Regions from separate parts of the Zea mays genome. Here region 2 is linked to region 1. Evidence: chromatin contacts called from public Hi-C data. All regions are on one chromosome and are shown on one strand. Each heading gives the region's core, a stretch centred on a gene start, on an enhancer-like site or on the middle of the called end of the contact. The rest is flanking DNA. Distances are from core to core; before and after follow the strand shown. Region 1 holds the start of LOC100273520. Region 2 holds the start of LOC542128 (yabby14).

Region 1 (2,686 bases), core at 110-2,609:
AAAACATGCAATCCCTTTTGGAGATGATCACTTTGGTTCCACAGCAATAAATTCAGAATCATCTAATAAACTAGAGAGTCAACATGAACTGTACATCACTATTGGAAACCCTAACCCTAATCAGGGTTGGGAATGCATTAATATAATAGAGTTAGGTGGGCCAAGACCCATTACAATAGAGGTATACACTAACAGTGAAGTACATAATGATGGTGTTTGGTTCCATGGTTAGGATTTGGGAACGTAAATGGTAAAGAAAACAGATCACGGGGGGTGTCACAGGGGGGTCTTGATTCCTTGATTTGTTCGATTGGAAAAACGTAAGGGGAACAGATCACGGCAGCAGCTGCATAATGTAATAAGACATGCAGAGGGGCAGTATCGGTCGTGAATGGGTTGTTATGTGATTGTGGGAACTCCATAATGGACTGAGCTGAACCAAGCAGCTGTATCACCATAAGGTCCACTCTGTAATTGAATTTCATTACATTTTGCTGAACCAAACGGCATGATTATTCAAGAGCCAGGTGAGGCATTAAAAGGCTGTGTAGAACTGCAACATTTTCTATAACTGATACTCCCTCTGTTCTAAATTATAAGTCGTCTTGGCTTTTCTAGCTACACTGCATTTTTTATGTATCTAGACATAACATATATCTAGGTGTATAGCAAGATCTATGTACCTAGAAAAGCCCCAAAACAGACTTATAATTTGAAACGGATGGAGCAGGATTTACCAAACTTTGAATGAACTGATGCCAGTAGAAATCTTTACCTAAGCGTAATAATAAGCACCAATGAAAACGATAGATTGGTTACAGCATTAAAAAAACATAAATCAAGTTTAGCTACACCGAGTATCAACAGAATTGAGAAACAACAACTGTAGCAACGAAATCACAACCCAGCATCAAACCCGATTTGCACATCGAGAAATTCAGAACCAGTGTGATAACTGAATAATCACCACTACTCCTGATCCCTTGGCTGCTGATGTTCATAAACTGCTTAGTATAACGACAGAAGTAACTCAACTGAGAATAAAAACTCGCAGACCTGAACCAAGGGCAGACTCAATAAAGGACATGGGTGTACCCATGTACAAACAGCCGATATTTTTTGCCAAAACAAAGAATTCGGTAGGCATAATACATGCATACACTTGTGACTAGATCGGATCCGAGATAGCTTAAATTAGGGTTCGGGTCAGGTGCTCGGTTTTGCACAGAAAAGAGAGGGGGGCGGGCATACCTGGTGTAGTGGGTGCTCGTCGCCGGCAACGAATACAGGGGCAGGTGGGAGTAGGGCGGCGGCGGGCGTGTTCGGTTGCTCCGCCTGCCACCGTTGAATGTTGATGCAGAAAACGGCCGAGCGTATATCTCTCGGGCAGTCGAACGTGTATGAAGTGGTACATTCTTTCTCGGATCCATTTTCTTTTCATTTCTTTCTCCCTCTCTCTCTTTTTGCCGAGAGATTCTGATATTTGCCATCAGCAAGAAATAAGTTTGTAAAATTATCATTAGACCCACATTTTATAGACCCAGCTGGACCCACAATTCATAAACACAATGGTAATTATAACAAGAAGACAACATTGTGAGTGACAAAAATCCAATTATCTCCTTTTTGCCAATTGCCATGACACTTATAGTTAATTATATTATTATAACTCTTATATATAATTAATAATCAGTTCTACCTTCTGCAAATCCACTAGTTATTAAGCCTTTTTTTTGTCCCTGACGAGGTAATTTATGGTCCTTTCAAATTTGTGCTCTAATTAAGTTATGGTATTTTTATCATGGTATTTATATCTCGGACAAATATGTCATAAGAATATTTCTCCGTAATCTGTAGCGATTTTCTTGTCATGTTGGAGCATACTTTGTCATGAGGTTGGAATAATTTTTTCCTAAACATATAACATTTCTATTCGGCTGACTTTTTTTATTGAACTGTTGCTGCAACTATTGCCGAGTCGTAGATTCACTGTTTTTTTTGGCTGGGCAGCCGAACGGTAACACGGAGCTGCAACATTTTTCCACTGATGAAGCTACAGTGCGCAAATCCACGGATCCTACGCAGCCACCCAAACAACAGCAGGACGCGGCCGTGCTCAAGCCGCAGGACGCAGGACACAAAAAGGTCGTTCAACTGTGCAGCCGTAGATTTCCTGCAGCCCAATCGTAGATTTCCTGTGCTGCCTTGCAAGTGCAGACGTAGATTTCTTTACAGGTGAATTCCTTTTTTTTTTAAGAATTTGATTGACAATGAAATCACTCGCTAGTACTGACGGAAACTAGAAGGAAATTGTGAGTTACAATTGTGTCTAGCTCTTCCTGTCTTGTTCATGTGGTTCTTGTTTTAATGTATTGGTGTACATTATAACTGCATTATTTCACTCATGCATTGAAGTGGTAAAATTAGGCGTACATGTAACAATAAGACATGACGGTAGTAACAGTATTGTAAGGCAAAAGCACACAGATAACTATCGTAGTTTCCATTATTTTATATTTTAATTATGAGGAGAAAAATCTACTTCTCTTTAGTTAACAGTGATACCATAGGCTCATATAGCACATATGCTTCTTAGTTCATCACATTCTTCGTCCAAGTACTACTTAACTTCCTAACTTAACAACTACCACACAGTTCTTAAAGTTAAAGCACGAAGAATAGATAG
Region 2 (2,686 bases), core at 126-2,625, 180 kb after region 1:
TGCTTCGCGCTAGCGTCTTTAATTAAACACGCCCTGTTTATTTTTTGTACTTTAATTTACTTCTCACACTGTGCATGTTTTAATGTCCGGGTTTAGGAAGAGCCTAATACCGCGAACGTACTGAAAAGGATCATACACGGACAGCGGGCACTATTGAGCTGACGAGAAACTATTCACCGTACGTGCTACCTTTGACCACTAATTAAAAAAGAATCGTTTGAGATGCAAAACTGTGTGCTTATTTATTTATTTATTTAAGAAACTGCCGAAGAAATTAAAGTCTCGTGAAGACTCAAGAGAAGATCGAACTATATGTGTCGTCGTTTGTGCGTGCGCGCGCCCTCGCAAGGACTCACATAGTCACATATATATATATAGCCTCTCAAGAGCTCGATCTCCTCCTGGCTAGCTTGCTTGCTTGTGCAGCACCGAATGAAACGATAGAAGATGGAAAAAAAAAGAAGAAAAGCTCTCACTCTTGTTCGCTGACGCTGCGCTCCTGGGCAGCTGCGGCGGCTCGTGCAGTGCAGGTTTGGCCGGTGGCGGCGCCATGGCCGACGCGGCGTTGTTGCCACCGCAGGCGGTGTTGTTGATGCTCGTGATGCCGCTCACGCAGGCGGCGCTCGGCGGTTCAGCGCTCGGCAGGCTCGGCGCTTGGAACGACGACGACGACATCGTCTCAGCATCCTATACATGCAGTATATATACATAAAGCCCATGGCATGCATCGACAACAATAAACGTCTGCATGATAATGAACACAGAGTGGTAGCGTGGCGTGTAATAAGCTATAGCTAGCACCAATACGTACGAGTAGACCGTGCGGTGAGGTCGGGGAGAGGAGAGCCTGGCCGAAGGGCGGTAGATGGTTGGCGGCCGCGGGCGCCGTCGCCGGCGGCAGCAGGAGGGCGCGGAGGTTGACGTAGAGCAGGTTGGCGCAGTGGCCGCACCGCACGGTGACCGTCTGGAACAGGCTGCTGCACGGCACGCCCACCTGCAGCAGCAGTACGTACGTACGTACAGAGAGATGAGTGTCGTTTTCTCTTCATACCGTATGTGACAGTGTGTGTATATATCTACGTGCCGCGAGGATGGTGTCGCAGTAGCTGCAGTGCACGTAGCAGATCTGCTCCTGCTCCGCTGGCGGCGGCGGCGGCGGCTGCTGGTCCTGCAGGCTGAACGTCTCCGGCACCGGCGACGTCATGGCGCCAGAAGAAGCAAAGGACCGCGGACGATGGTGCTGCTTCGTCGTCTCCTGTGCAGGTGGAGAGGATGATGCTATCTATCGCTGGAGAGAGTGAAGCAGCGTTGGGCAGGGACGAAGGCCGGCTTGGGCGAGTGGATGTGGATGGGTTGGGTGTGCAGGGGAGTGTGGGGGACTGGGGAGTGGAGGAAGGCGGTTTATATAGGGGCGTAGCGTCCGGTCGGCCGGCTCGGTTTCGCGGCCCAGCAGGTCCCCCCCTCCCTGGGATCGATCATCGATGTGATGGACGACGACGAGACCATGGATTGGCGTTGGATTTGACGTGTGTGTGTGTGGGTGGGATGAGTGCCTCGTCTCCTGACGGATTTGATTGATGGACGTGCCCGATTCGAGAAAGCATCGGATCTGTTGTTGCCTCCGCCCGCCGATTTGGATGATTTTTTATCTCGAGAGGACAGAGGAGAGAGGGCCGGCCGATCGCTCTTCGTTCCGCTTGCGGTGGGTGGATGTGGATGGCCACACCGCGCCACCGCGGGGGCAAATTGGGAAAGGCGTCGGGTGCAGGACGAGGCCAGGGCCAGGCGCCAGGCACAGCCCCGCAGGCAGCAAAGCCGAGGAGTGCGTCCTCTCTCTCTCTGGCCTGTGGCCTCTGCCGGACTGTGCCAACAGTGGCAGCAGCAGTAGCCGCTAGCGACTGTTTGTCTGAAAAGCGGGCAGGGCCGGAATGAGTGGTGGGGCATCGTGGCGCAGAGCCAGTGGGCCACTGGGCCGACCGGCCCACCCGCCCGCCCGCCTCTCCGGTGCACCACGATGCCGTCTGGTCCTGTCCCGGTGTGGTCACCATTTCGACACGTTCGGTGCAGGGTTTGTTAGTTAGTTACAGTGCCACGTTTTTTTATTTCGGGCAACGATGTACTAACCGCCCACGTGGCTGTATATGTTGGGTTTTTTTCTTCTGTCTCTACTACGATGCAGCTAGTCAGGCACTCAGCATCGTATCGAGCGAGCAACCGAATCGTCATGTGCAGTCGTCGAGTTCGGGCATGCATATGTTGGACGTGCAAGATTTGTATAGAAAAGCAAAGCTCTATACATTCTGTTCCATTCCATGCGCCCTCTCACAAAGCGGCCTGGGCGCCTACTCCTACCAGAAGAGGACATGGTCGCTACTGTTGATACACGATAGGAGGAGTAGCTATAGTAGTACCCCGCGAGGGCGGGCGCGAGAGGTCAGGTCCCTTGCGCTCCGCTGCCGCGCGCTAGCTAGGTATCTCAGCAGTCAGCCTCAGCTTTGCTGTTTGTTGCCACTCGCCCCCCCGGGCCGTCTGCGCTAGCTCTGCCGACGACGCCGGCCGAGCACCTGCCTGCGGCCACACCGGCCGCGCCATGCAGACGGGCCAGGCGCAGGCGATTACAGCATGCCAAAGCAGGGATCGGCAGGGCTAGCTAGGCAGCTGCGCCTGTGCGAGAATTGATTGCCCC

Evidence for each region. Hi-C and Micro-C count contacts between places; a contact is called where the count stands out from the background.
Region 2: a Hi-C map of ear shows a contact between it and region 1, with 3 times the contacts expected there. The contact joins the promoter of LOC542128 here to the promoter of LOC100273520 in region 1. A contact is called at or near these places in 6 of 25 Hi-C or Micro-C datasets (bundle sheath, ear, endosperm and 2 more).

The regions. Positions count from the first base shown.
Region 1 is chr10:135,519,101-135,521,786 of Zm-B73-REFERENCE-NAM-5.0, forward strand. LOC100273520 reads right to left here and starts at 1,360. Exons shown (of 2, transcript NM_001147938.1): 1 at 1,252-1,360.
Region 2 is chr10:135,703,262-135,705,947 of Zm-B73-REFERENCE-NAM-5.0, forward strand. LOC542128 (yabby14) reads right to left here and starts at 1,376. Exons shown (of 7, transcript NM_001111760.2): 1 at 1,085-1,376; 2 at 812-994; 3 at 477-687. The coding sequence starts at 1,204.